Linked DNA regions of Mus musculus: all the other regions are linked to region 1. The links are chromatin contacts, called in public Hi-C, HiCAR-type and promoter capture Hi-C maps. All regions are on one chromosome and are shown on one strand. Each heading gives the region's core, a stretch centred on a gene start, on an enhancer-like site or on the middle of the called end of the contact. The rest is flanking DNA. Distances are from core to core; before and after follow the strand shown.

Region 1 (3,493 bases), core at 734-3,233:
ACCCATAGTTTAGTGCATCTCTCAACCCTCATCAGAAAGGTTTCTTTCTTTCTTTCTTTCTTTCTTTCTTCTTTTTGCAATATATGGCAACTAACACAGAGACTAATAACTGGTCAATGTGTAGAGAGTACAACTAAGCAGTGCTCAATTTCTGAAAGGTACACACACACACACACACACACACACACACACACACACACACAGTGTAGGGATCACTGTCAAAGGGAGGGAGAAAGAGGGTAAGTGCCGGAGGAGGTGGACACTGTTTTCTGGACATAGCAGGCAGCTGCACTCATGAACTCACAGCAGCTGTAACAGCACCCAAGGCCTGCACTAGCTCAAGACAGCACATTTCAGCATGGAATGGAAAGGTGGGTGTGAAGTACTATATGAGAAATTTAAATTTGGTTAATTTGTTTTCCACTTATAAGAATGTTTGGTAGGTACTCAAATATGTAGGCCTTTTTGACCTGTATTATTCCCTTTGGACCTCAACCTCCTCCTGTAGTTGAAAATAAATTCCCTCTCCATTCTGACAACTCACAAAATTGTCTAGCCAGCCCTGTCTTGATCTCCAGAACCACATACATGATGCACAGACACACAACAATTTCTACTATATTTGCACTAGTTTATTCTACATATCCAATATTATTACAGGTCTTCTCTTATGACTTCACTATGCTTCCCCATACATACCTTTCCTCAGCTCATTTAAATGTCATGTCATCCACTTTCAGCATCTTTTAGTAATTTCTCTCACAATCCACACTTATTTATTGGACAGGTGTTGTTGGTTAAGTGTTTCTATAATCTAAGCAATTTCTCTCCATCTCCCATTATTATCTTTTAAATTTCCACCAAATCTTTCCTGTTTGTGTTACTTTAGTAGACTCCAAATAAAGCTCTGCTTATATTCTTGCCATACCCACCAACATACTTCAGTGTGTCTGTGCCCTTTAAACATAAGGCAGGTCACCAAAAACCTGGGATGACTCCAGTTCACTCAAGACTATAAATTACAAGCTCTGACTGCTATTGCTGTTATTATCTATCGGGCCTTTCTGTATTTTCTTAATTTCCTTCAGCCGGAGTGTATTGTGAAACAGTTATCTCCTCCCCACAAATGTGTCCACTTTAAATACAGAATTAAATGCTGAGGTCAAGGCTTTAAGTGAAAAACTAAGCTTACTCAGAAACTTAAAAGTTCATAGGGAGCTGCTATGCAGAATTCTGAGTTAGATTTTAAAGAAGAGAAGCTTCTCAAGTCAAATTGTAGTGGTAAGATTTCTGGGTTTCAGACTGAAATGGCTTCCTCAAATAGCGTTCCTCTCTATGTACTATGTGAAAGATTAAAGAGATCAACCTGTAGTACTCGATATAAACTTATGCACTCTACAAGAGAAACACATATAACCACTCTATGAAAGTGTATTAAGTAAGACTGGTTCTTTCCAATATCTGGCACCTTTGGTTGAATCTCCTTGAAGCAAGTGAACACAACAGAGTGTGCAGTGCTGGCTAAAGGCGCTAGTTCAGTACTGGGCCTGGGAAGTTGGACAACTGAAGGGTGCAGAGTAGTCTGGCCCACCAGAAAGCATCCCACAGAGCCGAGCCTCTCTCTGGTTCAGGGGCCTGGCCTCCCTGGGAGGCTTCTGACAGGAATAGGAGCTCCGTGCGGGCAGGTCACCTCAGCATCTGGGTGGTGGATCCACTAATGGTGGGTGGGTTGGTCTTCTCGGTCGCACCGCGGGTTGTCAGACACGGTAAGGCAGGAACCCAGAGCTCCGCACAACCCGACCCCGCTAGGTGCCCGCCCATCTGCCCCACAGATCGTTGCCCAGGAAACGCCGCTTGCGCACGCTCACGCCATCCTAGCTTTTCAAGTCTCAGGGCGCTTCCAGGGCCGCGGTGACGTGGAGAGCATGGAGGAGGCGGGGCGGGGCGGGGCGGGGCGGGGTTTGGAGTGCGCGTGCGTGCTAAGTGTGCTCCCGGAAGTCGGCCATGGCGTCTCTCCGCGAAGCCACCCTGCGGAAACTGCGCAGATTTTCTGAGCTGAGAGGTACCAAGGCGGAACTGAGTTCTCTGCCCCCCTGCACGGAGAGCGCCTTCCCAAGGACCCCGCGCAGCTTCCTGTCCGATACCCCTTCCTGTCCGCTCCGTCCTGGCCAGGCCAGCCAGACTTTTCCCTTTTTCCCTTTTCCTCCTCTCTGTGCGAGCCTAAACTTAGATGTCAGGAAGGAGCAGTAAGAGAATTACCAACGGGAAGTAACACTGGCTTAACTCAGTGGTAGAAGACCTTTTGCTTAGAGTCTGCAGTAGTCGTTACCTTGTTTCTTTTCTTTTCCCAAGCCCCGCTGCTTAACTCCACTTTATTCCAATGTAAACCCCAATACGGAGGCAATCATGGCTTTAAATTTGATAATGTAAGTTTGGGGTACAGCTGTCTGGTAAAATTGATATTTATGAGTGCCTAAAATGTACGGTCTTATATTTGGATACCAGAATGATTGGAACTATTAAATCCAAGCTAACATGTCTGTCTCTCTCCTCTCCTTCTCCCTCCCCTTCCCCCTCCTTTCCTACCTATTCCTCCTTCTTATCTCAGTCCCTCCCTCCCTCTTTATCTTTCCCCTCCCTCTCATTCTCTCTCAACTTGTTAAAAACCTTATTAATATTTTTGCTGATTAGAGGGTTCCACTGATTCTTGAAAGTGCAATTTGTCATTTAATGAGTTCATTGAGAAGTTTAGTCCTGGGGTTTGTGTTGTATTCTGATTGCTTATATAAAGTGTAGTTTGATCATCGTTAATAAAAATATTAGAAGCTAGGACTGGTGTCGCAAGTCTGTACTGTCATCTACTTGAGACGCTAAGGCAGTAGGAACGAGGTTCAAGACCTACCTGGATTGCACAGACAAATAGACGATGATAATTGATAGACAGATAGATAATAGGTAGATCGATCGGTCGTGTGGTAGATAGATAGAAAATAAATATGAGTTCAGAGCCAATCTGTCAAGTAGTGGAAGAGTCCATGATTCACTGAAGAATGAGTCACCAAAGAATGATGCCCCAGATTCCAACAGTATGTAAACACAAAGAGTATTTATTCTGCAGAAGTCCAGCCTTCTGGGTCTCCCATTGCCAAGATAGAGAGACCCTGAAGTGAACTCGCAGGACCAATTTCAAGCACATTAGAGGAGTTCTGGGTTAGGTAGGCTTTGCCTTCCTCTATCTCTAGTCAAGTGCATTAGTGAGAAGGGGGGAAGTATAGAATAGAACTTCAATCTGTAACTGAATGTGAACAATCACTTGCAATAGCTTACTACCTTTGAACTAGCCTGTCTCAACCCTGTCAAACGTAAGATACTAAATTAATTAAATAGATAAATGAAGGATTATGAACATAGCTCAGTGATAGAGCTGGCAAGCATAGGACTCTGTGGTTATTTCCCAGTACCACAAAAGAAAAGGAAAGAAAAAAATGATAAG
Region 2 (4,007 bases), core at 1,221-3,720, 2.4 Mb after region 1:
CCACAGATACATACAAGGAATTAATGTTGATTAACTAAATGTCAATTAATGTAACCTCTAAAAGATCCTATCTCAGTGCAAAAAGCCCTACCTAATTTAAGGCACTACCTGAGGAGAAGCCCTAACCGAGACAGCTGCACATTAAGCAAAGTAACTTTAACTAGGATGCTTGGCTCCTGGGCCGAAGGTATAAGTTAACGGCAGAGCCTTTGCCTACCAACCATCAGCCCAGACTTTCATCTCTAGTGCAGAGAAGTAAGTAGGGAACTAAGTAAATCCACTTGTCCCCTTCCACACACTCTGAGCAACCCCACCCCAGCGTCATTGACACAACTACACAAGTATGCTGCATGGGTGTCCTTGCTTTAAAACTAGGAAGCATTAAACAAATGCAAGTGAATTACTGAAGTCACATTTTAGTCTTTCTGTATGGAATTTATCTCTTTTAAAAATTAGGTTATCATTTAAAACTGCGGTGCGCGCGCGCACACGCGCGCGCGCACACACACACACACACACACACACACCATCTTCTCTACCATGACTCATGCTCTCACTGTGCTCCTTGTCTTCTTGGGCACCAGTAGTTTATTGTGAACGTTACAATCCCCTCTTCCCACAGCATCTAAGCTCTAACTGGGTTATTGTGAACATTACAATCCCTCTTCCCACAGGAGCTAAGCTCTAACTGGGGCACATTACTAGAGCAGTTGGGACGTCTGAATTCAAACCTGGATCTACCTACCACTCGCTGACTTGAGCATACCTTAGAGCATCTTGGCTTACCTACACCCACCCACCCCCACTCCCCCACCCCCCACCCTTCATCATCTACAGAGCTGGTAGCAGACTCACAATGTAGGAGCAGAGAATGCAACAAAGTGATTGCCTAACAAATGGAGATTTCAGCTGTGTGGCTAGCAGGAAAGTTTCAGAGACAAAAAGTTCCAGGCAAGTGTGAGAATAGACCCACTGCTACAACCACCCTCAGCCCCCAAAACCATTCTAACAGCTGCCCAGACACTGAACAAAGCAGCAAGCAGGGTGCTACTGTGGATAACCCCTGGTTTAGGCATGGGAAGGCCTGAGCTAAAATTGAGCGGTACATGACACTGGGGCAAGTCAGTTTGCACTTTAAGCTTGAATTTCTCCAAAAGAAAATGAGATTTGACCTAAATAATCTCTAGCGTCCTTTCTAGGCTCAAACTTGTTGCTCCATTGAAACTTTACTGAGAACTCTGTAGCAGCAATGTAACGTTAATCAGTCAACATTTAGTTAACGGAGCACCTTCTACGTGCCAAGCACCACGGAATACGGTGATAGGAAAATCACCAAAAGGCATGCAATCTTCTCTCAAGCACATCAGAGTTTAATACAGGTGGACATGTAAATGCACTGCACTACAATGTACAATTACGGATTCACTGTATGCTTAGACATCTATCCTGTCGGGGATGACAGCAGATCACAGTGCGTGCCTTCATCAGAGATTACTGTCCAGTTAAATAGACACACGTTAGCAAAGAACTCACCACACAATATATAAAGACACCAAATGTGGTCTGTAATTGTAACAGGGGAACATGACTTTGTAAGGGAAGGTTTCCCTACAGAAGTGACATTTTGGGCGAATACCCAAAAGATGAAAAGACAATTCCAGACCAAAAAAAAAAAAATTGGGCCAATGGCAAAAGGGTCCCAGTGGTTTGTGAAACTGAAAGCTTAACAAAGCTAGACATTTAAAGAAGGTGTAAGAGATTTCAAGAAGGGGTCCTGAGTGACATGATCAGGTCAGCATTTGAAAAGTTACTCCGTCCTCAGCTCAGAGAACAGACTAAACCAGAACTGCCCCTGCTGAGTTAGGAGACTAGGGCAGCCTCGGTGATAAACTTGGACGAGGTGTTTTTACAGTGTGTGCTGACGCCCGGGCAAGCAGGTCTAAAAAATAATGCTAGAAATCCAAGTCGCGTCGCTGGGGAAATCGCTGGTAACAGCATCGTAAAGAAACCAGACGTCCTGCAGCCTCAGGGAGGAGGAGGTCAGGGCGGAGGAGCAAAACACCAAAGCCATGACAGTCCCCACGCGTGCCCTGCCTGTCACAGGAGCAGAGGACCGGGTCCTCCTCCCTCGTCACCGCTGGCTTCGCACTCTTAACAGGGCGTTCTAAAAGGCTGTGTCCGGTCCCTGTCCTCAGGACGGACGGTCCTGAATCCCACAACACAGCCCGGGGAGGGAAGACGCTGCAGGCGGCTGCCCTCAGGGGCCGTGCGTCCTGCACCTGAGGCGCTCACAGTCACACGGTCCTCCCTGGGGTCGGTCCTCAACAGACACCGATGCCTACCTCGATGTGTCCAGCGGCAGAGCTGCCGAGAGACAAGAGCGCCAAGGCGGCCAGGGTAGCCACCCGCAGAGTGAGGAAGCAGGGGGCCGCCATGTTTGCCGGCTTCTCACGCCCCGAAGAGCAAAGGGGCGGGGCGAGTGCCGTAAAGCAGCGCTGCCGCTGCCGTGCACGGGGGGGTGTGGTTTGGTTTGTTCTTCCCATGGTAGTGGCCTTGAGTTGTTTTAGTTTTTGTTTTGTTTTGTTGCTTCATTTTGTTGTTTTGTTTTGTTTGCCACCGCATACACCTTCCTCCATTCAGGTTCTGGAGTGGCCGGGGCAACCTAATTGGAGAATTACTTACTCAGCTATGTTTCTAGGTTTGTTTTGTAAAATAGACACAATATTTAAGGAGGAAATTTTAAAAAGATAATTTGGGGATCCACAATATTTGATGTTTCCCTTTGGTGTGGTGCTATCAGTTAGTTGGCTATGTGGTCCAAGATTTCTAAATCTTAAAGGACGACAAAATGGAAATATGATCACTGGGGTTTAATGACTGCCAACCTACAGGGGAAAAAAAATGGGTTCAGTGAAGGATGTTGCTTCAAGAGATCAAGTCAGAAAGAGGTGGCACCCAACACCTGCTTCTGGCTTCCATAAGTGGGCCTGTAAACACACACACACACACACACACACACGTACACACACGTACACACACGTACACACAGACACCATACAGAAGGGAAAAAATATACAGTATTTCTGGTCATTCTGTTTTCTAATTTTGAAAAAAATTTTTGTTGTAACACTATTACTCATCCATTTTAATTATTCTTTGAATATTTCTTTTAATTTTTTTTGAGACAAGGTCTCATTATGAAGCCCTGCCTGACCTAAAGCTACCTTGAACTCACAGAGAGACCTGCCTACCACTGTCTCCCACGTGCTGACATTAAAAGCACGTGCTACCATGGCCAGTTTTGCTTGAAAGTGTTTTGTGTCCTTTTTGTTTCACACACACACACACACAAAACAACTTTAGTTTTTGGATTTTATGTAACGTGTATGGATATTTTTCCTACATATATGCCTAAGCACAATGTGTGTGCATTGCCTGCAGAGGTCAGAAGTGGACATCAGATCCTCTGGAACCAGAGATGGTTGTTAAATCACCACGTGGGTTCTGAAAACTAAACCCAGGACCTTTGCAAGAGCAGCCAGTACTCTTAACCACTGAGCTATCTCTTCACTCCCCACAAAAGCCCTTTTTTTTTAATTGGATATTTTATTTACATTTTTAATGTTATCCTCTTTCCATGTTTCCCCTCTGGAAACCCTCTATCCCATCACCCCTCCCACTGCTTCTACTACAACAGACTGACCTACACTGACAGCATTTCCCTACACTGAGTCATCTAGCCTTCACAGGACCAAGGGCCTCGTCTCCCACTGATGCCCAACAAAATTATCCTCTGCTGCATATGCAGCTGGAGCCATGGGTCGCTCCATGTGCACTCTTTGATTGGTGGTTTAGTCCCTGGGAGCTTTGGGGGGTCTGGTTGGTTGATATTGTTGTTCTTCCTACAGGTTGCAAACCCCTTCAGCTCCTTCAGTCCTTTCTCTAACTCCTCCATTGGGGTCCCCATGATGAGTCCAATGGTTGGCTGCAAACACCCACCTCTGTAT
Region 3 (3,869 bases), core at 1,141-3,640, 2.5 Mb before region 1:
CTCTGGATCCTAGGGCAGGACTCCTGACAGTTGTGCTATGTTGGGACACTGTTTGCCTCTAAAGCCATGCTGGTTCAGTGAAGTGTTTACTCTGGGAGCTTCATTTCCCTCTGCTTGGCCACCTACACCCCATTCCTCAACCACAGCAGTAAATGTCTAAAATTGGTGCTGGTTCTGATAAACATGGTGATGACATCAGCCTGTGCTCCAGCTCCTGGAGAACAGTGACTACTCAGTCACTTGTGAGCAGTTAGGTCCCAGCAGCACTGTCCTGTCTGTACAACTCCAGGCCAGTTACCGCAGGGATCTCTAAGGCTTGTCATACATACTCAGGGAGGGTGGGTAAAGAAAAGAACCATATAACCATTTGAAAGGAGATTAACCTTATGTGGCACATCAACATGTCGCTGACCTCACTGAACTGTATATGTAAATGGGAGAGAGAGATGTAAGACAGACAGAGAGAGAGAGAGGGAGAGAGAGAGAGAGAGAGAGAGAGAGAGAGAGAGAGAATCGAGTCTGCTATGTAATGGTCAATAACTGTACCACACCATGGGGATGCTCCTCTGCACATTAAGCCAGGCTGTGTGAGCCCAAAGTAAGCATCCATTCTTTGCCAATTAGCAAACCACACTTATCCACAGAAGTTTCTAGCTACAAGTGCCACAGGAAAAAAAAAAAAACCCTCAAAAACACCATGTGAGAGTTGGGGATAGGGAGCATGCGGAAGCATGGCTTCCTCTGGGTAGTTCTGTGATGGATACGATGCCAAGGACCGAGAAACCCTTACCTCCTGTCTCTGGAATTGCGGAGATCTGCGATTCACTCCTCTATAAGGATGGGGGGGGGGGGCACAAGTGTGTGTGTGTTGGGGGGGGTAGTGCGTGTGTGTGTGTGTGTGCTACTGGAGAGTCCTCCACTTTGGTGTACACAGTACCCGGCTTCTTAGGGGGCTGCGGCATCTGTGCCTTCCTGACCCTCCCTGCAGACAGTAGCTACCTGAGAACCTTTAGTGCTGGCAACAGAAAGACAGTTTGCCAAGAAGGTTAGTTGCTGTGCGGCTGAAGCCATAGGACCTGCCTGGCTCCCAGGTGCCCAAACATCGCAGCGGGATTAGCAGGTTGAGCTAGAGTTGTCATCATACCTCCTCTTATAACGCAAGGGGCAAACATCAGTCTGCACTGGCTTGAGCAGCGTCTACCCACCTCTGTGCCTAGGCTGTTTGCATCTTCACAAGCGCCTGGCAAGTCTGGACCGACTTGACTAGCTCTTGTAAGCTCCGCAAGCGGCTTAGGCTCTTGGCTGGAGGCTGCAACCCGGGGCCGCATGAGCGGCAGGAATTCTGGGTGCTAGTCACTTTCAGAAAGTTTCCCTACATTTACGGCTCCCTACAAACGCCCCCACTCTACCAACTACTTACCAATAGCGGCGACCAACAGACGGACAGCACACACATGATCCCCATGAGCTGGATGGCCGTCTCCGTGGTGATTCTGCCCCACTGGGCGCTGGACTGCGAGACGGCGGCTTTGGCCCGACAGCGGGACACCAGGGCTTTGATGGTCGCCAGGTTGCAGGCAAAGGTCACCACCAGAGCCAGCAAGCCCAAGCAGGCGAAGGCGGAGGCAAAGGCCACGCTGCCCGGCTCGCGCGCAGGGTCTGTCTCGTTGCCCGCCGGCCCGGTGCTGATGAAGCACCACGTGCCCGGCCACTGCACGCTGTAGCGGCCCACGCCCAGCACCGGCAGCAGCGCGAAGGCGAGCACAGACAGCCACACGCCCAGCAGTACCGCGCGCGTGGCGCGAGTCTTCATGTGGCTGGCATACCAGTGCGGCGCACGGATGGCCAGGGCGCGCTCCACGGCCATGGCGCTGGCCACCAGGAGCGAGGATAGCCCGAACACTGTCATGGTTAGCCCGAAGAAGGTGCACAGACGCCCCGATGGGTCGAGCTGCTCCCAGCGTCGCTGTGACAGGTACACGAGGATGACCACCGGGCTGGTCAGGAGCTGCCCCACTAAGTCGGTGAGCGCCAGCCAGCCAATGCACAGCAGGAAAGACTTCTTGCGCTTGCTCTCGCGGCGCCGGTAGCTGCGCGACACGAGCAGCATGGCCAGCGCGTTGCCCACGAAGCCAGTGACCATCATGGTGATGGGAAAGGCCACGGACACGGAGCCGCAGTCGTCGGTAGTACTTGACAGGTTGCTGTGCGCTTCAGCAGAGTGCTCCGGCGCCCACATGCTAGCCATAGTGGCGGGGCCACGGTAGGGCGCACGGGGCCGGAGCCTCCCGGCTCAGCTGCGGGATAGCAGCAGAGTGCACTGGGGGACAGCCGGAGCCCAGGCTCTGCTCTCCATCGCCCGCCGCCTCCCGCGCTAGGCTGCGGGGACTGGACAGGCGCCGCCCGACGCCGCGCGAGGCTCCTCCCGCGCCTTGGAGCTCGAGGGGCGGTGCTGCGAGTAGGCAGGCGAAGGGCGGTGTGGGCTGGGATCACCTGGCGCCGCGCCCCCTAGGTCTGCCTCTCCAGCTCTGGGACTCTGTAAAGTGCTCATCAGCCTTTGGGTTACGTGACACTGGAGAAAAGACGAAATCTGACATGTTAGTAGCTGCGTGAATCGCAATGCTGATTTCTCCTCATGTTTGACTGTCATTGAATTTGTTTTATTTAATATATATATATAAATATATATATGTATATGTATCAATATCATATGTATATACATATGATACTCACATCTGGGAAAGAATAGGGATGAGTTTGTGTTTTAAGTCTTCCTGAAACTATTGCCTTATTTTACTTTGGACTAATTCCAAACTCATATTGGTAAAATACTTTTCTAGGATAATGTCAGTTTAAAAATCCAAAACCAAGTAAGCACACAGGTGAAAGTACATAGCAAATTCACATTTTCACTGAGTGACATTTCAGTATAATGATACATTTAAATTTTAAGAGTATTCTGGAATTCATACATCAAAGAAAATATGCCACCCTTTAGTTAGATCAAAAATTTTATATTTATTAATAACTAACTTGTTTACATTATCATCCCCCTATTTCCCACCCCGCTGTGTGTGTGTGTGTGTGTGTGTGAGAGAGAGAGAGAGAGAGAGAGAGAGAGAGAGAGAGAGAGAGAGAGAGAGAGAGAGAGAGAGAGTCCTTTCGTATTTACATTGAGGTCAGACTTCAACATGGAGTGTCTTCCACTGTGACTCCCGGCCTGGTATGGCCTCACACACCCAAGCCCAACAGCCAGGCTACTTTTACTCAGGTGTTGGGAATCCCAATTCAGGTCTTCCTTTGAGTGGTTAGCATTCTATTCATTAGGTCACTTCCCCCTGCCTAATGCTTACTGAGAAGGTCGACCATAAGAACATGTATTGGCAAAGATAGTTAATCAATCTCTCTCTCTCTCTCCCTCTCTCTCTCTCTCCCTCTCTCTCTCTCTTATTGGATATTTTCATTTACATTTCATGTTATCCCCTTTCCCGCCCCTCCCTGTAACACCCTATCACATCTCTCCCCCTGCTTCTAAGAGGGTGTTCCTCCACCCACCCACCCACTCCCACCTCCCCACCTTTGATTCCCCTACACTGGGGCATCTATCCAACCTTCATAGGACCAAGGACCTCTCCTTCCACTTGATACCATGACAAGACCATCCTCTGCTACATATGCAGCTGGAGCCATGTGTATTCCTTTGTTGACAGCTCTTAACAAAGTTTCAGAAACCCTTCTCTTCTTGAAGCATTTTTTTTTTCCCAGCCAGAGTTACCTACATTTTAGCTGTTCACCCTGCAAATAAGTAACTTTTAGATTCTCCTGGTTGTTTTCCTGTTGGTTCTTTTGCTAGCTGCCAAGAGTTGACT
Region 4 (3,777 bases), core at 999-3,498, 2.7 Mb after region 1:
TTTAGAATGCATAATTGGTACTTACATAAGCATTAAAAATTATAAAGCTGATGTTTCCTTAAATCTTTGTTTTAAAAGAACTTTCTGTGTGCAAAGCTACCAGCACCCTAGAACATTTCCACTGCAAAAACAAACAAAAGCTCTATTATTGGAGCTATTAGATACTTTCACCAAGTTATCTACACTTGAGTCCTGACAACAGATCTAACACTATATAATTTTATCTAGTGGATAATTTGCTGCTTGTAAATGCTATGAAAGTTTATTACCAAATCAGCCCTCCAACTTAGCCCTGACAACTTAGGACAAAGCACGGACCACAAAATGATCAGGTTCAGGGTAGAAAACTGAGAAGTTTGTAAAACAGAATAAAGAGCATTTTACTCTCCCTTTCTGTAGGTAGTAAGTACACTTTTGTAGTTTCAAAGAGACAGACAGTGGTTAAGAGTGCTTGCTGCTCTGTCTTGCGGTCCAAAGTTCAGACCCCTTACTCTGAACAGTTTAGAAAGTCCTGTAATACTGATCCTGGGGATCAGACACCCTCTTCTGGCTTCCAGAGAGCTGAGCACATACAATATCCAAGATACACAGGCACATAATAAGTAAATGATAAAAAATTTAAAATGGTATGTGCTGGCTGTGATAACAAATGCCATGAATCCGGGCCCACCTAGTCAGTTTTAGAGTATCCGGGGATACAGATAGTATGCCTGTCTCAGAGCGAGGGGTGGGGCGGACAGGATAACTATGAATGAATTATCTATCTAGTTTCCCGATTGTGTAGCTTCCATACTTTTGAATACAAAGAAATGAAAACAAATATGGTAAACTGACTTGTGAGTGGCTGTTCTAAGTAGAAAAAAGTGATTGACTCATGAAGACACTTATGACCGACCTCAAATTTAAGAAGTAGCGGGATTTTTCGTTAAAACAAACCCACTACTATTTTCTGCAAAACAAAACCGGCACCCCAGAATACCAAAAATGGTAGCCCCAATCCCTACCGACGTGAGTTTATCAGCATGTACAGAACAAGGATTGTATTCTGACCTCGGGTACTGTCAGGGGTGAGGGGGCCTCCCAAACACTGCCAAAAGTTACTGTCAGCAGCCAGGGTGACGAGGAGAACTTCCCAATAGACAAGTGGGTGGCTAAATGACGCCCGGACACGAGAGATGCTATGCGTTCTGTTGGGAGACTGGGGGAAGATTCTGCAGCCACAGGCGACAGGAAAGTGGAGCTGTCTGCAGAGAGGGTAACTGGGCAGAGGGGGCGGCGGCGGGCGGGGCGGGCTGGCAGCGGCCTCCGGGCCGGCGAGCGAGCGCCGGGCAGCGGCCGGCGGGGAGGTCTCCGCAGGTGGCGGGCGCCCGGGGGCGGGAGGAGCGCGGCGCGCGACAGCCGCTCTGCACCGCCGCAGGCGACGGCGAGGCGCGCGCACGAAGGCTCCCGGCGCCCGGGCGCGCGCCCCGGCCCCTCCCCGACAACTTGCCTGCAGGAAAAGAGTTACTGGTCCCAGGGCCCCGAGAACCCGGGGCTCCGCCATCCAGCGCAACCGCTCTGCCAACCAGGTCCCGCGAGAGTCCGGAGATCTCGCGATACCGACCCGCTGGCATCTCGCGGGCGGGCGTGCGCTGGAGCCAACATGGCGGCGTGGGGGAAGCTAATCACTACTTCGGGACTTTGAACGTGTGGTTCGTCCTCGCACTGGGAGGCCGCGGGCAAACGGGAGGAGAGGCAAGCCTTCCCCGCCCTGGATTCCTCCTCTGAGTCGTCTGAGGGGAGAAGGAAAGGCGGGACGCCAAACTCAGCCCTCTGCCGCCCTCCGGACGCCACGGAGGACCGCGCTAGCCCTCAGCCGGCCTGGCCTCCGGTCACGTGGCCGTCACGTGAGCCCCGCGCGCGCGCCCGGCGCCTCCGCAGGCCTCCCCGCCCCCTCAGCCGCGAACGCGCGCGCCCGGCCCACGTGGGGGCGCCGCCGCCGCCGCCGCCTCGGCCACCCCCTCCCGGCGCTCGCTCGCTCTGAAGGGCTCCGGCCCCGCGCGCGCCTTTCCCTCCGCGCTCCGCTCCCGCCCCTGCGCCGGCCCCGCCACGCGCCCCGGGGATCCCGCTTACCTCTCGCGTGGGGCGGGCCGCTCCGGGAGGCGCCGCCCGCGTGGCCGCCGTCGGCCGCCGCACTGGCTCCAGCGCCCTCCGCCGCAGGAAGCGCCACAGCGGCGCCGCGGCGCTTCCAGGTGGGTCCCCGCCTCCCGCTCCTCCACTTCCCGCAGCAGCGGCGGCTCCTTCCGGTCCCCTCCTTCCTCGGCTCTGAGACGCTGGGAGCCGGGCGCTCGGCGCGCCACCTACTGGTGGCCGCGGCCGCTGCAGCGATCCCGACCCGGCCGGCCGGCGGGCGGGAGGATTCACCGGCCCAGCCCGCTGCGTGCTGTGATCCGCTCTACCTTCCCGGAGAGGCTCCCCGCCCGCGTCCCGACCTTGCCTGGCCCCGCGGCGCTTTCCGCACGACGCCCCGGACTGCCGCGCCAGCCGCCGCCCGCTCAGTACGCAGGCGCCCACCTCTCCAGCCTTTGCTCACCTCCCTCCCTAGGGCAGGACTCTTCCCCAGCTCCACCGCGACTCGTCGGCAGTCCCACCAGAGTACACCTTCTCCACCGCTTTTATTTTCCGTACCTTTAAACAGCACTACCCGCCAAGAATGAAGTCTCTTTAAAGGCAGGGCGTCTTTTCTCTTAGCTTTTGCCCACAGTTGTGTCCAGCACCAAGTATGGCTCAACCCATAGTGAAAACTGGTTATTTATGTAGCTCAGCGTGTGCTTACCGGAACTACGTGAAGCTCTGAGTTCAATCCATAACACCGCCCTTTCAAATATACAGTATTAGCAGTGCAGCAAAGTAATGCCCGCCTTCAGTTACAGGGATAAGTATTTCCTCTGGGTTGATAGCACCATAGGCCACCACTTCTGAGCTGTGGGGACGCTCATGCAACCCTTTGGCTATTAGATTGTGTTCCAAAAAATACCAAGTCCACTGGTAGAATCCATTAACTGGGGCTCTTCGCAACTGTGCAGTATGGCTTCAGTGCCTTTCTTTGTTTTCCTTAGCTGGAGCAGTTTTGTTTTTCCAAGGAAGTGGGTAAGTGTGGTTTCTTTTCAATTGCTCGTAAGTTATTAGATCATAGAAGTGGACTTGTATTTGGTTGTCTCCAATTCAACTCAGAGTAATATCTGCTCCAAAATAAAGAATACCAATTATAGTTATACTGACTATCACACCTGCCATCTTGTGTCTTAGAGACACTGCTCTCCATTGCCTTAATTTTCCTAGTAGTGGGGTCTATAAGGCCTCACCACAGCACACCCTCCCATGGTTTTTATTGAACTGTGTTGGACTTGCAATAGGCAGAGATATAAAAATAACACGATTTCCCAGCCAGGCAATATGCTACCTGCATAGGCTAGCTACTATTGGGATGGTCAGAATTTATCTGCTGCTGGGAGCATTGTCTAGCCACACACACACACACACACACACACACACACGCACGCACGCACGCACGCACGCACGCACGCGCGCGCCATTATTGGACTGTCATCCGTTTCCAAGAGAACGATGGTTGTAACGATAAAGGTCCCCACAGGTTTACTTTCCCTTTCTCTTCCGTGGGAATGGTACCACCGCACTAATACGCAAACGTTTTGTTTTGTTGGTTTTTCGAGAGAGGGTTTCTCTGTGTAGCCCATGCTGGCCTGGAACTCACTTTGTAGACCAGGCTGGCCTCAA
Region 5 (4,021 bases), core at 556-3,055, 2.8 Mb before region 1:
TATGGAGTCACTCATGCTCAGCTTTGCACACAGGTCAGATGATGTCTGAGAGAGAAATTCCTGGGTGGAAGGGACATTCCTGTGAATAGAGAAATTTAAATCTTGGGCTGCCACCCCACAGCTTCCTCTAACTTTATCAGAAGCCTCTCATTTAGAAAGTCTGTATAAGGGCCACTTTTCAAAGACCTCTTTGTGACAGTTACACTAAATAAAATGTCCAGTGGGAAGATGGCTCAGTGGGTAAATGCTTGCCGCACAGCCTGACACCCTGTGTTCTATCTCCAGCATCTACCTTTGTGCTGCTGTGTATCTGTAATAGCAGCTCTCCTACTGTAGAAGACAGAGAATCCACTGAAGCTCCTGGGTGGTCTAGCCTGGGGTAAGCAGTGCAAAGACCCTGCGTCAACAGGGAGGTGGAAGACTGTCCTCTGACCTCTATGGGTGTGCCACACATTCCTCTGCACTCTCAAATACGATAAACAGACAAGTATACAAACAAATAGAAAACATCCATGTTTGTATAACCCAGGGCTTACCAACTGTACTTAGAACTGGACTCAGAACTGTTTCAGGCCCTTCTACTCCTCGGTGTTTTCTGTGATCTCATCAAAATGTACTTACGTCTTTAGAGATGGCTCAGGGAGCAAGAGCATTGCCCGCAGGAGCATTGGTTCCAGAGCACCAGGGCTTGGCTTTCTCTCCCACACGCAGATCACATCTGTTTCCAAATGCAGTTCCAGGGGAATCCAACAGCCTTTCTGACCTCTGTAGACATCAAGTATGCATGTGGTGCAATACACACACACACACACACACACACACACACACACACACAAACACATCGTTAAAATATACTCAGGCTGAGAACATACTTTAAAAGGAGAAATACTAATCAAGCAAGCATGGTAACCCGTTAGTGTTTCAGAGGCTACCCGCTTCCCCTGTGCCTCTGGCAGTGTACACTTGGTTCTGGAAGGTGATTGTGTCTGGAGCTAATTTGAAAAGCATACTGATTGTGTTTGCTCTTCGTAGCTTTTCCAAACCGTAGCTTTTAAAATCAGTTGTTTATTCCTTAACACCTTCCAAATTCGTTCAACAGTGTTTCAAAGTTTTAGGTTCGGGCTGGTGAGATGGCTCAACAGGTAAGAGCACCCGACTGCTCTTCTGAAGGTCCTGAGTTCAAATCCCGGCAACCACATGGTGGCTCACAACCATCCGTAACGAGATCTGACTCCCTCTTCTGGTGTGTCTGAAGACAGCTACAGTGTACTTACATATAATAATAAGTAAATATAAATAAATCTTAAAAAAAAAAAACAAAAAAAAAAACAAAGTTTTAGGTTCGACTTCCCAGGTACAGAAACTCCTTAAATTCCCCAGTTCTCGGACAAGGTGTAAAATTAGGTCAAAGCTACGTCTTTTTGGGAGCAAAGCTTGGGCCTTAAGGCCTGATCTTGGCCAGAGTAGAGACGCGGGCGCTGGTGGCACAGCTGTGGCGGTCCTCAGATCCGAGGGAAGCACCTGCCTGCGTGACCCTTGCCGGAACTCTGGGGCCACGCGAGGCTGCTGGAGGTTGCGTCCCTATCCTGCAGACAAAGGGGATCTCTGGGCTGAGTGCTGCACCTCAGTGCTGAGGTGTCCCACGTGGGCACTGCTCTGTGCCACTGGGAGGCGGGGCAGGAACGATCGGGGCAACACCTCCACTGCCGACCAATAAGCAGGGCCGCTGCCTAGGGACCAGCGATGATTGGTTGCGTCGGCCCCTCCCCACCCTGGATATAAGCGCCAAAGTCCAGAAGGTTTTAGCCAAAGCAACACCTCGCACTCCTGCCCCAGCATGCAGAAGGACGCCTCTTTGAGCGGCTTCCTGCCTAGTTTCCAGCATTTCGCCACTCAGGCCATCCACGTGGGACAAGAGCCTGAGCAATGGAATTCTCGTGCCGTGGTGCTGCCCATTTCGTTGGCCACCACATTTAAGCAGGACTTCCCGGGCCAGTCCTCGGTAAGCAGCCGGGCAGGGCTGGGCTGACTGTGGGAGCGCTCGGGACATGCGCTCTCTGCGATTTTCAGTTAAAAACCAGAACTGTAAGTTGTTGAATTCTGTAGCATCGAAGCTACCTGCAGCCAGTCCTACTTTGAAAAATGAAGGCTCTTGGGCTGGTGAAATGGCTCAGCAGTCGTGCTGACTAGTTTTATATCAACTTGACTCAAGCGAGAGAGGAGGGGACCTCGATTGAGACAATGCCTCCAGTAGATCAGGCTGCAAGCAGGCATTTTCTTAATTAGAGATTGATGGGGGAGGATAAGTCCATGGTGGGTGCCCCCCCCCCCCAGGCTAGTGGCCCTGCGTTCTATAAGAAGTTGGGTGAACGAGCCAGTAAGAAGCCACCTCTCCGTGGCCTCTGCATTAGTTCTTGCCTCCAGGTTCCTGTCCTAACTGCTTTCCATGGTGAACTGTTAAATGGAAGTAAAATAAAAAACTCTTTCCTCCCCAAGTTGGTTTGGGCATGGTGTTTATTACAGCAGGTATATAAAGGTGCTTGTCACCAGACCTGACTACTATAATTCAATCCCATAATCTATAGGATGGAAGGAGAGAACCAACTCCTGTAGTTGTTTTTTTTTTGTTGTTTGTTTGTTTGTTTTTGAGACAGGGTTTCTCAGTGTAGCCCTGGCTGTCCTGGAACTCACTTTGTAGACCAGGCTGGCCTCGAACTCAGAAATCCGCCTGCCTCTGCCTCCCAAGTGCTGGGATTAAAGGCATGAACCACCACCTTAGTTGTTCTTTGATGCACCCAAAGGCTTGCACTCTCCCTCTCTCTCCTTCTCTCCCCCCTCCCTCTCTTCTCTCTGTCCCCAGTCTCTTTCACCCACTCCGTCCCTCTCTCCCTGTCCTTCTCTTCCTCCCTCCCCCCTCAGTCTCTTTCTCTTTCTCCTCTCTCTCACACACTAAACAATGAAAATCCTAGAATTAAGATTAGTTTCAGTCGGTATGTTCAGTTAATAGCTAATGTGTATTTATGTACCAAGTGCGTACTTAAAATCTATGTGTGTTACATGTAGAGTCTCACTGAAGGTTAACAAGAAGGATCCTAGCCTGAACTAAGGTCTCAAGTGTTCAAACTGAGATAGCTGAGATAATAGGGTTATAAGATTTAATTTATCTTGAACCCCTCCCTTCTGCAACTGACTCCATGGTGCTGCACTGTAACTGAGCTATGTAATAGTTCAAGCCATTTCATCATCTAAGCCAGCAGTTCTCAACCTCTGGGCTGTGACCCCTTTGGGAGTGGAACAACCCTTTTCAGGGGTTACATGTATCAGGTATTTACATCACGATTCCTAATAGTAGCAAAATTACAGTTTCGAAGTAACAACAAAAATAATTAGTTGGGGGTCACTACACCATGAGGAACTGTATTAAAGGGTCACAGCATCAGGAAGATTGGCAACCATTGATCTAAGTAGTGTGGCTTTGTGATTAAGAGCACATGGGTTTTAATTCTTACATCAGCTTCTCTGACTGAGTAACCTGGAGGAAGCTATTTAACCCATCCAAGACTTGAGATGACCTTGTGTAAACTGGGATAATGATAGAACACACTACACAAGCTGTTACTGTTGTAACATTTCTAAATTTTGTAGTACACACTTAGGAGTACTTTGGTGTTTGCAGTCTTCCTGCCTTGTTATTTCCATTTGACCACAGCAGCTAAGTCATAGGGCAGGGGTTAAATCCTTTTATAAAAACGGAAACTGACCCAGACTCAACAAACACAAATGACCAAGTGACTGGTAAAGCCTGTAAGATGCAGCCTTGTGAATCTCATGGCATCTTCCTTTCTGGTGGCTTACTAAATGGGTCTTGGTATATTAAAAATGCCCCAGGTTCAGAGGACAGCTGTTATCAAAGCAGTTGTTGCACATTCCCAGGTCTTGACTGCTCTGAATACTGCCTTTCTGTGTTCTAAGCCAGGTAAAGTTCTTACAAACAACCCTTTTTTGTATGTGAGGTGGAGTC

What was found. Promoter capture Hi-C pulls out the DNA fragments that hold promoters and counts their contacts. A called contact is a pair of places that touch in the nucleus more often than the background predicts. HiCAR-type assays count read pairs that join an accessible place to other places.
Region 2: a contact with region 1 is called in a promoter capture Hi-C map of pre-B cells, with 9 times the contacts expected there. The contact joins the promoter of Pigk here to the promoter of Fpgt in region 1. A contact is called at or near these places in 4 of 39 promoter capture datasets (the C10 cell line, liver and pre-B cells), 1 of 484 Hi-C or Micro-C datasets (CD4 T cells) and 2 of 9 other capture datasets (adipose tissue and liver).
Region 3: a contact with region 1 is called in a HiCAR-type map of astrocytes, with 6 times the contacts expected there. The contact joins the promoter of Ptger3 here to the promoter of Fpgt in region 1. A contact is called at or near these places in 3 of 39 promoter capture datasets (embryonic stem cells, hematopoietic stem and progenitor cells and hippocampal neurons), 1 of 484 Hi-C or Micro-C datasets (LSK cells) and 2 of 115 datasets of contacts at active chromatin or transcription factors (astrocytes and thymic regulatory T cells).
Region 4: a contact with region 1 is called in a Hi-C map of B cells, with 8 read pairs. The contact joins the promoter of Zzz3 here to the promoter of Fpgt in region 1. A contact is called at or near these places in 2 of 39 promoter capture datasets (liver and pre-B cells), 1 of 484 Hi-C or Micro-C datasets (B cells) and 1 of 115 datasets of contacts at active chromatin or transcription factors (thymic regulatory T cells).
Region 5: a contact with region 1 is called in a promoter capture Hi-C map of liver, with 5 times the contacts expected there. The contact joins the promoter of Cth here to the promoter of Fpgt in region 1. A contact is called at or near these places in 6 of 39 promoter capture datasets (the C10 cell line, cranial neural crest, hippocampal neurons and 2 more), 2 of 115 datasets of contacts at active chromatin or transcription factors (astrocytes and regulatory T cell precursor) and 1 of 9 other capture datasets (liver).

What each region holds. Positions count from the first base shown.
Region 1 is chr3:155,091,868-155,095,360 of GRCm38.p6, reverse strand. It overlaps Fpgt (fucose-1-phosphate guanylyltransferase), which reads left to right and starts at 1,983. Exons shown (of 4, transcript NM_029330.2): 1 at 1,983-2,062. The coding sequence starts at 2,005. It overlaps Lrriq3 (leucine-rich repeats and IQ motif containing 3), which reads right to left and starts at 1,927. Exons shown (of 8, transcript NM_028938.2): 1 at 1,691-1,927.
Region 2 is chr3:152,712,563-152,716,569 of GRCm38.p6, reverse strand. Pigk (phosphatidylinositol glycan anchor biosynthesis, class K) reads right to left here and starts at 2,470. Exons shown (of 11, transcript NM_025662.5): 1 at 2,343-2,470. The coding sequence starts at 2,435.
Region 3 is chr3:157,565,397-157,569,265 of GRCm38.p6, reverse strand. It overlaps Ptger3 (prostaglandin E receptor 3 (subtype EP3)), which reads right to left and starts at 2,390. Exons shown (of 4, transcript NM_001359745.2): 1 at 1,421-2,390. The coding sequence starts at 2,248.
Region 4 is chr3:152,394,474-152,398,250 of GRCm38.p6, reverse strand. Zzz3 (zinc finger, ZZ domain containing 3) reads right to left here and starts at 2,248. Exons shown (of 14, transcript NM_001080755.2): 1 at 2,113-2,248.
Region 5 is chr3:157,922,847-157,926,867 of GRCm38.p6, reverse strand. It overlaps Cth (cystathionase (cystathionine gamma-lyase)), which reads left to right and starts at 1,805. Exons shown (of 12, transcript NM_145953.2): 1 at 1,805-2,002. The coding sequence starts at 1,838. 1810013D15Rik (a long non-coding RNA gene) reads right to left here and starts at 1,660. Exons shown (of 6, transcript XR_867796.2): 1 at 1,522-1,660; 2 at 622-765; 3 at 1-79.